Regions from separate parts of the Anas platyrhynchos genome. Here region 2 is linked to region 1. A link is a contact called in public Hi-C data. All regions are on one chromosome and are shown on one strand. The core of a region is the stretch at or near the end of the contact, and the rest is flanking DNA. Distances in the headings are between cores, read along the strand shown.

What was found. Hi-C and Micro-C count contacts between places; a contact is called where the count stands out from the background.
Region 2: a Hi-C map of subcutaneous adipose tissue shows a contact between it and region 1, with 2.5 times the contacts expected there. The contact joins the promoter of FUT11 here to the enhancer-like site in region 1. A contact is called at or near these places in 2 of 8 Hi-C or Micro-C datasets (small yellow follicle and subcutaneous adipose tissue).

What each region holds. Positions count from the first base shown.
Region 1 is chr6:19,471,928-19,478,843 of IASCAAS_PekinDuck_T2T, reverse strand. CAMK2G (calcium/calmodulin dependent protein kinase II gamma) reads right to left here. Exons shown (of 23, transcript XM_027459811.3): 18 at 5,543-5,656; 19 at 3,960-4,085; 20 at 1,674-1,749; 21 at 1,057-1,151. Among named protein-coding and RNA genes, the nearest start is that of NDST2, 14 kb to the left of the region's middle. Within about 2 kb of position 3,818, at least 3 of the 8 cell types and tissues checked have an H3K27ac peak or open chromatin away from gene starts, as enhancers often do. A contact at or near this core is called in subcutaneous adipose tissue, where this site is marked.
Region 2 is chr6:19,742,514-19,749,340 of IASCAAS_PekinDuck_T2T, reverse strand. FUT11 (fucosyltransferase 11) reads left to right here and starts at 3,935. Exons shown (of 4, transcript XR_011810356.1): 1 at 3,935-5,026; 2 at 6,259-6,827. SEC24C (SEC24 homolog C, COPII coat complex component) reads left to right here. Exons shown (of 23, transcript XM_072040173.1): 22 at 1-60; 23 at 496-2,586. The coding sequence ends at 636.

The DNA of each region.
Region 1 (6,916 bases), core at 2,569-5,068:
CTCCAATTTTTGTAGTCTACTCACCTCCAGCTTGATTCTGGGATACAACAAAAATTGCTCCTGTAATTTCCAGGCAAAATCCAAGCCTATCTTTGCCCTATCACCTGTCTTTCAAAACTTAGCCCTTATTATTGCCTAGAACCCCCCCGGTTTCTTTGTTCTCACTTCTTTTACAAAGGACACTTGCTACTCTTTCAACATCAGTATTGCCGTTTCCTTAGTTATAGGAAAAAATGTTTCAATTATCAGAAATGTAGCAAGAGCCAACAGTCAGGATATCTGTACACCAGGCCTGCATTAAATACAAACAGGTCTCAGAGAAGCGTAAAATTTACTCCAGGACAGGCTTTTTAGAGAGACAAAGTCTCTGCATGGTTAGAGCACTAGTAATGGCCTATACTAAGGACCTTGACATATCTCCCAAAAATCAAAGAAATTGAACAGCTCAGGATTTAAATGTCAGTTACTTCATCCTGTGGAAACACGCAGGGAGGGAGGCAAATCCATTGGTATAAATGATAGCATTTTTCCCAACTCTTTTTCCTGTCCCAGACTGAAAAAGGTGACCCTCGTATCCTAATGAACTTAAGGGATTCATTCGGTGGTAGAGATCAGAAACCACCCAGAGAAACCTCCAAGTTCACACATGTCAGCAGTTTGTGCATAATACACTTCACATCTGACCATTCAGTATATCTATCCCAAACATACAGGTTGTTTCCATGCAAATGTGTTCATTTTTTCCATTTCCATATCAGTAGGAAATCCGGTGCCTCAAACTTTTAGAGCTCCTGTTATCAACACTTACAAAACACTTGCATCAGGCAAATCATATCTGTACAGTGAAGGGATCAGGGGGTTAGAACTGAACTTGGTGCTGAAAAATGCTTTTGAGAGAAAGAATGCTGTCTCTTATAAATGCATCACAACCCATGTAAAACCAAGTCCTTGCTGGTTATGATAGGCAGTAAAAACAAGAGCAATTTTTCCCCGAAAAGGTGAAATAAATGAAGATTAGAGAAAAGGCTGATGGTGTTACCAAATCTACCCACTCACAGTTCTCAAAGTAAAACTTATGGAAATCCATTCCTTCAACCAGGTTCCCCAGTGCTTCAGGTTCAAACGAGGTCAAACCAGGATCACAGATTTTTCTGCAAAGAAAAGCAATACAGCCTTACAGCCTGCATCTAAGCCCAAAGGCTAATTACACAATGCAGTATTGGTATGGCATGGGACTTGCACTGTGTCCTCCTAAACATTTCACTAGTCTGATTAAGTTCTTAGAGGATGGGGTACTGCTGCAACCACAGGGTTGGTGGTAGTTGGCATTTCATGTCAAACAAGCCTCTGTGCTTCTGGTATACAACCTTTTATTCTTTATGCTCATCTCACTGTCTCTCCTCCTCCCCCCAAACACACACACAGCTTACAAAGACAGGGCATTTTCCTTTTGCCACTCCTGTTGCTGTTTGATATCTGACTTCTACTTCAAGTTCATTTAAACAGCTCTACTGTATTCCTGACTACAAGTGAGAGAGGCTAAGAAGCACACCAATATTTATCATACCCAATTGTACGACTCTTACTCATACCCGGAAGCCACAACATAACTTGCACACAAACTGATTGGTGACCTGTCAGAAGGTATCTATGCACAAACCAACAGTACTTACGTATAAGCCTCAAAGTCTCCATTGTTGATGGCTTCTATCAGCTGCTCTGTTATCTTAATGATCTCCTGCTTACGCACTGCGAACAAGAAGAAAGAGCAATTTAACTGCACGTAAGACTTCGATAGGAATATGGGGCTAGTGGGTGCTTTGTACAAGCAATTTGCAGAGCACCATTAGTGTAGATCTCATAGGATGCTGCTCCCTGCATTTTGGAGATATGCAGTAACGACAGCCATCCATATGAGAGTAGGGGGGCAGTGGTATGATAGGGGAATGGTGATCCCATAATGCAGGGAGAAATGAAATAAAGATGTCATATTCAATTATTTTTTTTTTTCCTTTTCTTCTAGAAAGGCCTGTCTCACGCACCGGAGGTGTCTCCTGAATGACAGCTCTAGGTGCTTCCAGGGATTCTGACCAATAAATGTCAGTGAACCTGCCCATGTGAAGCATTTGTCTAGCAGCTTAAGTTGTAGAAACTCTTCACCACAGTAGCCATGGGCCAATGGCCACCACACAGACCAAGCGAATTGGAAAAAATCTCCCAACAACTTGCCTATCACCATCACCAATACCTCAGCTATTATGAATGCTGCAAACAAGCAACTGGGACATGTAGGGATGACTTCCACAAGCTAGAAAGACAACCGCAGCAGGATGGATGGGTTGGATGAACAGGCCCTAGGTATACACTAGTATGCACTCTGTCCCTCAGGCAGATCCCTATGGCAGAGCCCTTACCAGCACTGCCGTTAACCCAGCCCCAGCACACTGAACTTCAAGATGAGCAAAGACAGCTGGCTAGCTGTCTACTGCTGATTCGACCTTGCTCTGGAATGCACCTCTGCACTTCCTTCTCTTGGTTTACCACAGCTGATGCCCCATCCCCTTTGAAGCCTTCCATCACCCTTACTGATATCTGGAGTCCTTCAAACTGACAGAGTTTGGCTCAGCTCTGTGAAGTAACACTACTTAAGGTCTATGACTGTATGCACACCCAACAGATCTTCAGCCTTCCCCACAGTTTCCCTTGAGGTAGGCTATGGTACACATCATACAAGTGTATAGGAGGTGCTCTATCATTGTCTTCACCATCACCATTACCACATAATTTCTAATCCCTACCACCAGAACTGTAATTCATCTGCCCTTAGGCATCTGAAGTGTAGGTGTCTGAAATGGAACTAGTCACCAGTCTTCTCCTTTAGGCCCTGAAAGAAGTAAGCAACTCTGCAAGCCTCACCTGAGGTATTTCAGATGCCTATCATTAGGAGCACAGCCCTGAAACACAACCTACCATCTTTAGGTGTCCAATTCAGAAAAGCTGACTCCCACTGTAGATGCCAGAAGATGTTAGTGCAAACTCCCCTCCACCTTAAACTTTCATCCACATGCGCGTATCATCCCAGCACTGGGAAGCACAGCTGAAGAGCAACAAGGTGATAATCCCAGTGGCTCAGAAAGATGCCTGCACCCACTCTGGAAATCTATTAAGAGGATTATACTACCCAGTTAGCCACGGGAACATCTTGGTTAGGGAACAACTGGCTCGTGGTGGTAAGGGAGCTAGTTTTACTGCTCGGGCTGTATAAATTTCCACATACGAAGTGACATATAGAAGGAATGGATCAAAATGACACAGTGGGCTATGCCTATTATGAAAAACACTTTCACAAGCAAATCGCCTGGAACGGCTTCCCCACGAAGCATGGCTACACATTGGATCCCCCTCCTGAACATGTGCCACACCTGTAAAACATGGTCCATGGGAAAGGCTCCACTTGGGATGAATGCCAAATCTGCAGACCGCAGCCACCGTGTGCTGGCTCGTCTCAAGACCTGCACCCGTCTCCCAAACGTCACCACACAGCAGCGCTGACCCTTCAGCGCAAATCCTCTCCATCAGACTGCGCTTGCCTTCTGGCTTCTCCTACATGTCCCGAGCCCGCAGTGACACACAGAAGGCGACCCGCGTTTTGCAGCGGGCAGCGTCCCCGGACCGGGGGCAGGACGGCGTTCCCACCAGCTGTGCTGCACCCCCGAGGGGGCCGCGCAGCGCGGGCCCGGCCCCGGGGCTCCCCCCGGCGGCCTCCGCCGCTCCCCGCAGCCGGCCCAGGCCCGGCCCGGGAGCGCCGCCTGGGGGCGGCCCGAGGCCTGCGGCCTGCCCGGGGCTCGCCGTGCCCGGCCGGCCCGGGGGGGTGAGGTGTTGGGGAGAAGGGGAGCCCGGCGCCTAGGGGAGCTAGTCAGTCGCACTACTCGGCTACTGCTACCCAGCTGCTAACTTACACGGTGCACTGCTGTGCACAAAGGGAACTACTGGAGTTAGCAAGGGCTCCGACCGAGCACGCTCTAACTCCAGTGTCTGCCCTGGGCTGTCCCAGGCAAGAAGCTTCTCTTCACAAGACTGGGTAGCTGCAAAACAAACGTAAGCGTTAAAATAATGAACAAACGAACGTAAACCAGAAAGCAAAATAAAGACCAACACAGAAATACAAACACACGCAAGCCCCAACCCGTGGGCACACAGAGACGCCCCCGTCCCAGCGAGCTGTGCCCGCTCTGCTCCGCAGCCTGTCCCGTGGGGCACCCCTCGGAGTGCTGGGGGTGCTCTGAGGGAGAGCTCACGCTGGCCAGGAGGGTGACAGAGCAGCAGAGGGCAAGTACGAGGTGGGAGAGAGGGAGAAAGGAAGCAGGGCAGCCAAACCACTGCACACCAACCCGGAGAGGAGCGGGGAGGGAGAACGCTGCCCCGCACTGCTCGCTGCTGCTCCTCGGGGCTCCACGCAGGGCCTCGCCAAGAACAAGAGGAACGAGGTAATAAGGAAGCGGTGATGGACAGTTCACTGCAAAACGGACTCGAGATCATTTCCCTTCCATTCTGGCTAGACAAAACACCATGCCCATTATGCCTCACAAACCAGCAGTTTGACATTCTTAGAGCTACTTCAGAAACATTAACACGGAGGCTCTGACTGCTGCATCATGAGGCACTGGCGCTGTGCGCAGGAAACCAGGAATAGATGACAGGAGGAGACAGAAGAGGGCATGCCTGCTCCTCTCTTCCCACCAGACTGCCCTGAGCAGAATCAAATACTTCAGGTGTACCCAACTCACATTAAGGATCTGTCGCAGCATTAAGCAGTCAGACAACTAGTAAGGTACATGTGTAGGGGGAAGGCTGAGACCCCACCTAAATGTCCGACCTGCTAGCATTCTCACACCTCATTTCAGAGGTGTTCAGCCACAGATTCCTCTACGGAGACAGCTGGTTCGGGAGGGATCAGGGCAACATAGTTGACAGACTAACCACGCTACCAGCAACTGAGCACGGCAGACATGCAAAGTAAAGCACAACAGAGAGAAAGATGCCCCTCAGAGCCAACATTATTCAAGGATTTTCACTAGGTGCACCTGATGCACCATCAGCATCCAGGGAGCTCCTAAGTTCTTGCCAAGTGAGACTGAATTCAGCCTCACACATCCCCCTCCATTGCAGAACTGCACCACTGACCCCATTTACAGAAAAGGAACCTACAGAGATGCAGCGACTTTCCCAGGGAAACCCCAAGAGACATCTCTCCTAAGAAGCCCACACCTCACCCAGATGAAAGCAAAGGAATGAAATTGATCTGGATGAGATTCTGCCTTTTCAAAAGGGGAAGGAAAAGCTTGGAAGTTTTCAGTGTGCAAAGGAGGGTATTTTGGAGGAAGGGAGATGATTTCTTTTTATTCTGGAATACTAGAAATGAAAAAAATCAACATTTTGGAAAGAAGTTCAGGAAAGGAAAAATCTGGGGGAAGGAGAAATGGGAAAGGTAGAGGGAGGAGTAGGAAAAAGATGCCGTGAAGCACTGCACCCCTGGACTTACTGGCTGAGAAACAGAGAGAAAGCTGGGACTGCATGGACTCAGTCTGTGTTTTGCTCTCACTGTGCCTCCGTCCTTCAAGCACTGAGCTGCCGTCCCCGGTGGAGAGAGGGGGAGCTAGCATGGCAGGGAATTAAAACACAAACACAAACAAAACACGCAAGTTCAGTAAATAAAAAAAGAGAAAGGAAATAGGAGAACATTAAAGAAACCACAATGCTGGGCACAAAACATGCAGGAGTATCCTCCAGGGCAAAGCCAAGTAGACAGCTTGACAACATGGATCTACTGTGCAATTTATAGTGACACGGGGGGGCTGCTACCTTCAGCCCCACCGCTCTGGAAACAACATAGCCCTGAGGCAACTGTCACTGATGTATCAAGATGATGTCTCCTACAACACAGAATAGATCTGCATAACCTGCGCCTATTGAAAGCAAGAGGTCAGAAACAGAGCTGCACAAGCGCTTCCTTTTTCCCAGTCATGTTTAACCAGAATGCTGAGAACTTCAATATCCCCAAACCCCTGATCTATTTAGCCTTGCTTAAGTGCTTGCTTTTCTTGAAACCAGAAGGGCCGGGAGCGGAAAAGTAGTAGTTATAAACCAAAGCACTAAAATTACCAGATAGAGCTGGCCATAGCACAAACCAGTACTGTGCGAGCTCAACAAGTTTTCAAATGATCCCTTCTATTAAAATCATAACAAAATATTTTAACCTCTGAAGAAATCTCAGTTTTGATCTGCAACAATGTGGCCCTATATAATTCTGCACAGATTTAGTCCTGGCCAGCTGCCCTCCTTCCCCCACCATCTATCCCTGTCCTAGCCTTCCTCTCTTCACAGCATTCGTATTCTTGACTTGCAGGACACCCACTGGCTCAACTGGCTCAAGGCTGGGACCTCTCCTGAACAAAAGCTGCCAAAGAAGACTAGGTTCTGGACAAGTAGCTATTCTGGACAGATAGCCAGCAGAGATGAGATAAATCAGTCTCATTACCACACTACAAAAGTCATCCAGTTCCCTTCCCTCCAAACTGGGTTCTTAAATCCCAAATTACTCTCTGGCAAAAAGGTGGGAGCTGGAATACTACGCTGTAATGGGGCCAGGTCTAATCTAAAACAACCAGTACTGTGGAGAATTTCTGCTCCTTGCAACTCCTCATAAGAGAAGCCAGCAGCTTCTGATAAACCACAGGAAAAGCACTAGGAATTAGCCCAGCTGGCTGAGGTGACATTGCTGCTACACCACAGAGCCAGCATTGATTTTTCCCTGGCTACGTAACTCTGACTGACTGCAGGGAGAATGAGAATACCTCTGCCTCAAAATGTAAACTACTATCACATTTGCCTCTGAATGACAACTGCATTCACCCAT
Region 2 (6,827 bases), core at 2,686-5,185, 270 kb before region 1:
TCAAAGAAAGTACGATCTATTGTTGACATGCTTCAGGTGCAAAGATCCCGCTACATGAAGGTAAAAATGTTGCCTCTCATTCATTGCTCTAAGTCCCCTTCCCTGTTACTCTTACCAGAGCAGGTGATACCAGTCTTATTCATGTAAAGGCTAATGCTGAATTTACTCTTAAAACTGTGATTCAAACATAAGTTTTCAAGCATCTCAAAAAACTTCAGGTATTAGATTTGGAGTTCTGTGTTTAACGTAGTTCTGAAACTAGAATTATTTCGGACATAATATACTACTGCACAAACCACATACCATGCGGTAAATTCCTTCTAAGTTTGGCTGAGACTTAATCCAACTTAATTATAGAAGTGAAAGCACATAAGCAATATATGCAGTGGTTCTAGTTATCTTTGTTGGATTTTTTGAGCTAGTTAATTTTTTTCTCTTTTTCTTTCCTCTGGAACATTAGTTCTGTTAACTATCCACTATTGCTTTTGTTTGCAGTTAATAATTGTGAAGCAAGAAGATAAGCTGGAAATGCTCTTCAAACACTTTTTGGTGGAGGATAAGAGCCTGACTGGGGGAGCTTCATATGTGGACTTCCTGTGTCACATGCACAAGGAGATTCGGCAGCTACTGAGCTAGAGGAGGGAGTGGTGCTGGAACTCAGCAGTGACATTTCAGCCTCCACTAATGACCTGATCAGAAGGCCCAGCGCCCTCAAAAAGGACAACGTAGAAATCTGTACAATTCCATAATTTTTAATACACATTGCATAAGCAGAAATCCTTTCAACCTTTCCCAGTCCCATATGAGAGATAATTTCTTTTTTCCTGGTGAGGGCTAAAAAAAACAAACAAACAAAAAGGCCTTTGATACCAGGTCTTTTACTTGTATCTAAATTGTTTCCTGTGCTTGGCAGGAGTTCACCCCCCCCCCCATGCTCGCTAATCCTGTTGTAATGAATGTAGTTTTTTTCAGTTCACTGTACATGATTCAACATTGGGTGAAAAAGCGATAACTCTTCAAAATTTCTGGTAGTTGCTGTGTGTTTGTATGGGCGCGTGTGCATGCTCTAAGTGTGAAGAGGATGCGCAGGATGGGAGGACAAGAGGCATGTCAGGTGATGGTAGCTAAAGCAGCCAAACATTTTGCCTCTTTCTCTTTTTAGAGGGAAACGTGACATTGCAGAGCACAAATGTATCATGTGGCTGTCTGAACCAGAAATCCTTGAAAAAAGAAATAAGTGGTAAGCCAGGAGGCAGGAGGGCAAATTTCTTTCCACAATCGTCCCTGTACTATAAGTTGCTGTGCAGATCTGTACTGGAGGAATTAATAGTTCAGTGAACAACAATAACTAGCTTCTGAACAGCATAGGGGTAGAGTCAGAGCTTCCTGTTCGTGTGAGTGGTGACTCCTTTCCTTCTCATTGCACAGCTCCGTGATGTCCTACATGTTCCATGGCCTCTCTTCTTCTGCAGAGCTTACCTGTCTATCCAGATGGTGGTGGGAACAAAAGCCTCTTACGGTTAAGCAGAAAATACTTTTAAACAAGGTGATGTGTGGGAACTGGATGAAAAGGAGGTGGCCATTTTCAACCACGCTATTCTGAATCATAGCAAACAAGCAGGAATTTGAGTTTTACTGATGCGAATTTGAGACTGCTTTGGACCCTGTATTAGAAGGAAGGGGATACAAAAACAGATTTAGACTGTACTGTATTAGGTATGGCAAGTACCTGATTTCAGTTACTGGAAAGGATCGGGGCCGTAGTGAAGAGTTTCATCACTGGATGTTTATGCCCTCCCCCATTCAGCCTAGCGATCAGCTTGCACAAAACCTTTTTATAAGCCTGTTTGTTAAACTAAAATACCTCAGATTAGTCCATCCATTTTGGCCACTCTGCCACTCCATTCTGCAAGGGTGAATGAGAAGACTCCTATGAAAAGGGAGCAAGTGTAAATCAAATTCAGAATCCTAAGGGCTTTGATTATTCACTTCTGAAAGGGGGCTTGTATATTTTAGCTTGAACACTTACCAAGTGTTCCTAAAATACCCAGGAGTTTGAGTCACCAATAGTACTAAAAGTATGAGGAAAAAGTGTGGGTGGATTAAAGGAGATATGACCTGGGCTTGACATCTCAAAAGAAAGTCCTTGTTTAGATCAGAAAAATATTTGATTGTGGTTTTAGTTCCATATACTGTAGCGTGTATATAAATCCATTTTTCTTCTAATGCTGCTAGTTTGTCTTCCCTCCCATCACTACAGAGAAAGGGGAGTATGGAAATTGTAATGGAGGAACTTTCACAATGACAGAACCTTCCTCATTTTTGTATGAATGTGGCTGACTTTTTACTCCATGTGTTGCCTCCAGCCCAAAATCTAGAGGATTTTTAACCAGAGGGGGGGAAAAAACAACTTCCCAGGAATATAAGGCTCAGCAACCACAGACTTCCACAAATACTAATTTCTAGTATTAATATTGGGGGGTGTGGGGGTGGAAATGAGATCATAAATGAACCTTTTGTTTTCTTCACTTGTTTTTTCCAATGCATCTTTTAATTTGTAAAGAAATAAAAATATATTAAGATGTATTTTATGTCATTGTTAGTAAATAAACACTGCTTATTTTTCCAAACCCTGTATTTTGCGGGAGGGAGGAAATGGGAAGGGCTGAAGTCTAGCTAAGTGGTCCTTTACAATCCAATCTTCTGCTGACCAGGTTCAGTCTTTTTTTTCTTATTCACAGTGAATGGCAGTAAGAAATTCAGCAAGAGCCAACAGACAAAAGGTGCTGTTTAATCTCAGTATTACTTCGCTTAGATGAACGGTTTTAATTTTCTGCCCCTTCTGAACTTTCATTTTGCAAAGACTTCATTTTTCTGTTCTTTTTTTTTTTTTTTTTTTTTTTTTGTCTAATTGGAAAAGTATTGCTGTTACCTTGTGACAAGGCCAGCTTGAAGACTTCTGCAGTCTTCATTTTTCAGAGAAATAGAGTTACTACTTTGGAGTCAAGATAACAGGGAAGCTGATTTTCTTTTCTCCTGTTTCTTGGGGTTTGATTTTTTTTCTTCTTTTTTTGACTAATTGCAGAAATAAAGTTCAGATTGAACTGGCAGTGCAACTGGACTGTAGCCTAGAGCATTGATACTGTACACTTCATTGCTAACCTTGCAACAGTGTGTATGAAAGCACAAGACGGTCATTGCTAGAAACATCCAATTTCTTAGTTTGCTATGGAATATTTTGCAGATTAGTCTCTTCTACAGAATGTGCATTATGTTCAGAATCCACTACTGGACAGATACATTGCAATAATGATGGGCCTTGTGCATCTTGTACATTAATTTTGGAGTAAATTGTGCTTGCAGGAACCTTTGTGGTAGTACAGTGTGTATGGAGATTGCCTTGCTGAGCCAGTGTCTACTGGGATTGAGCCCCTGTTGTGCTGGGACTGAGCGAGTGGTGGAGCTGACGAGGGTGGCACGCAGGGCAGTCTTTCTGCACCCATATGATGACCATAATGCTTCTGAATCAAGTCTGAGCAGCGTTAAGACCAACCTTCCCAGAAGAAAACATGAATATTCCAGGATTTTTAGCCTGTTCCTTAAACAGAGAGTGCTTCTCTGCTTGTGTAACTACTAATAGGTGTCCTTTATTGCCTACATCAAACTTGATCTGATCCCACAATACTTGTAATTATCTCTTAAGGGAACGAATTTGAAGCTTATATCATTTCTATTACTAGCAAATCTAGAACTGTTCTGTTAGATTTTTATAATGTAGTCTAAATACAAATATCAATTTACCATTCCGATAATATTTCAGTATCGAGTTATCCCAGGTTGGTAGAGAAGCGCACCTTACGTGACCTTTGCGCTGAGGTGTAGCTCCTCCCCGCCACCCGTTCTGTTCCTCGATGTTTTGTTTGCCCTTTGTGGCCGCCAGCTGGAGATAACACTCGCTGTACTTTCTTGCAGTGTCTGCGTGCCTGCTTGGGGCCGGAGCCGCGTAGCAGCAGCTGGAGGCGTTTTTGCTATCGCTGGGTGAGCTGGCAGCACGCCGTGAGGTGCAGGGGCGTTGGGGGCAGGGAGGCTTCACAACAACCTCAGCAGGCTGGCGTTACATTTCGCTGCCCCCATCACCCTCCTCCGAGGGGCAGAGCTCTCCTGGCGGGCCCCCCCCCCAGCCCCTTCCCCGGGTCCCCGCCGTGCTCCTGCCGCCCCTGGCGGCCGCTCCCCGCGCTGCTCCCGGCGGAAGGCCGGCTCCGGGCGGGGCCGCGGCGGCCGTTTCCTGGCGGCCGTGGCCGGGCAGGCGGCGATGTGGGGCTGCGGGGCGCGGCGGGGGCCCGGCTGCCTCTGGCTGGCGCTGGCGCTGGCGCTGGCGTGGGGCGGCCCGCGGGTGCTGGCGGCGGAGGGGGAGGCGGGCGGCGAGGCGCCGTGCGGGGCCGAGGGCTGGGCGCAGGCCGCCGGCCCACCGGGCCCGGTCGTGGCGGCCGCGGCGTCGTACCGCGGGCCGGGCAACAACGACACGCGGGGCAACAAGGCGCTGCCCATCGTGCTGTGGTGGAGCGGCAGCCTCTTCCCGCACTTCCCCGGGGACACGGAGCGCATCGACTGCCCGCGGGGCTCCTGCCTGGCCACGCGCAGCCGGCGGGTGGCGCGGCACCGCCGCACCAAGGCGCTCATCTTCTACGGCACCGACTTCAGGGCCTACGAGGCGCCGCTGCCCCGCCTGCCCCACCAGACGTGGGCGTTGTTCCACGAGGAGTCCCCCATGAACAACTACCTGCTCTCGCACCCGCCCGGCATCCGCCTCTTCAACTACACGGCCACCTTCCGCAGGGAGTCGGACTACCCGCTCACCCTGCAGTGGCTGCCCAGCATCGCCTACCTGCGGGGCCCGCCGCTGGCCCTGGCCGAGAAGGACGCGTGGCGGCGGCGGGGCTACGGGCCCGTGCTGTACATGCAGTCCCACTGCGACGTGCCCTCGGACAGGGACCGCTACGTGCGGGAGCTCATGAAGTACATCCAGGTGGGTGCCGTGCGGGGAGGCTGTGGCACCACCTGGCCGCCCCCGTCCGCCTGCAGGTTCTCGTTTTAACGGGGTTTGTTTGTCCTCGTTTCTAGCCAAGACGCGAGTCGTAACGGGAAGCATGCCGACCGCAAGCTGGACAGAAAGACTAGTTGTATGCCTCCCAAAAGCATGGTCTAGACTGCACCACGCGGCAGTAGGTAGGCCTGATGGTAGTTGTTAGTCACGGAGTTGGCCAGACTTGGCGTCAGTCGCAAGTTGTACTAAGCCTGAATGAGATCAGTCTTGCTAGAAGTTCCTGAGATCCCAGGAGCTTGAAGTTAGCGTAAAGGAAGGCTGTCCGTTTACAAGCCTTGCCTGCATTTAACAATATAAGCGTGTAATGAGAAATTTGCTGTGTTTTGAGAGTCTGCTCCACACCTGCATTGGTAGAACTGTGTTATTCTATGGTGATTTGCACTGCTGTGGCACAGCTGATGGAGAGTAGCTTCATGAACTGAAATAATGCAGTTTCTTTCGAGTAGAAAAACAGTCTAATGCTTTTTTCTTAAAAATTCTGAAGGATAATAGATGAGGGAAAAAGCATCTGGTTTTACTCCTTATCTGAAACATCCTTTTCCTAGCTAATTCTGCTGTTTCCAAAGGTAGTGATTCATTTCTTTCCATCGTTTGCTCAGTAATGAAGAAAAGACAAAACCATTTAAAAATATAATTGCATTGTCAAAGTATAAAACAGACTCCAGATCAAGCATCCTGTCTTTCATTTTTATCTACCTCCCTCCATCAAATTTTTTCAGTCTAACAAATTGAAAATATTTTAGCCAACTTTCTGGGATTTGAGGGAGCTGTGTGAATTCACTGTTTGGAAAAGCCCTGGATTTCTGTTAAGTAGAAAGATGACTTTTAAATTAATATGGAGGAAGGTGGATGTCTTTCTTCATCTCTCAGTTTCTGATCTATCCTCTAATAAGTACAATTTTTCTTTAATTTTTTTTCTGCGTTTCCCTCTGCCTTATCTGTAGTGTAGTTTGTGCTACTTTTGAAGCTGAGCGTTCATTTTCTTCTACAGCTGTTAAAGGACAACTGTGACTCTAGAGTACTCAAAATGGAAAGAAGTTGGAGAGAAAGTGAGGCTAAACTAAGTAGCTAGGAACTGATCAAAATTAGGAATTTTATAAGGACTACAATCTCTGGGCAAAAAATCCTTTTGTAAAGATGACTTGTTATTTTAGGTTGACTCTTACGGGAAGTGCCTGCATAACCGTGAGCTTCCCAGTGAGCGACTGAAAGACACTTCTACAGCCACTACAGAAGATTCCGAATTTATGGCTTTTATTGCCAGGTACAAGTTTCACCTGGCCTTGGAGAATGCCATATGTAATGACTACATGACAGAAAAGCTGTGGCGTCCAATGCATTTGGGCGCTGTCCCAGTATACCGAGGCTCCCCATCTGTACGGGACTGGATGCCAAACAACCTCTCCATCATTCTTATAGATGACTTTGAAAGCCCTCAAGAGCTGGCTAAGTATCTTCATTTCCTGGATGAGAATGGAGAGGAATACATGAAGTATCTAGAGTATAAAAACCCCGGGGGAATCAAAAACCAGTTCTTGTTAGAGACCTTGGAGAGGCGGGAGTGGGGTGTGAATGACATGACTTTGCCCAACTACCTGAATGGCTTCGAGTGTTTCGTCTGTGACAGGGAGAACGCCCGGATCAAAGAGGAGCAGGAACACAAAAAGTCTCGTGGGAAAGTTCCAGCTCCTAGGCCTCGCGTAGCTCATTTCCAGCACATGGG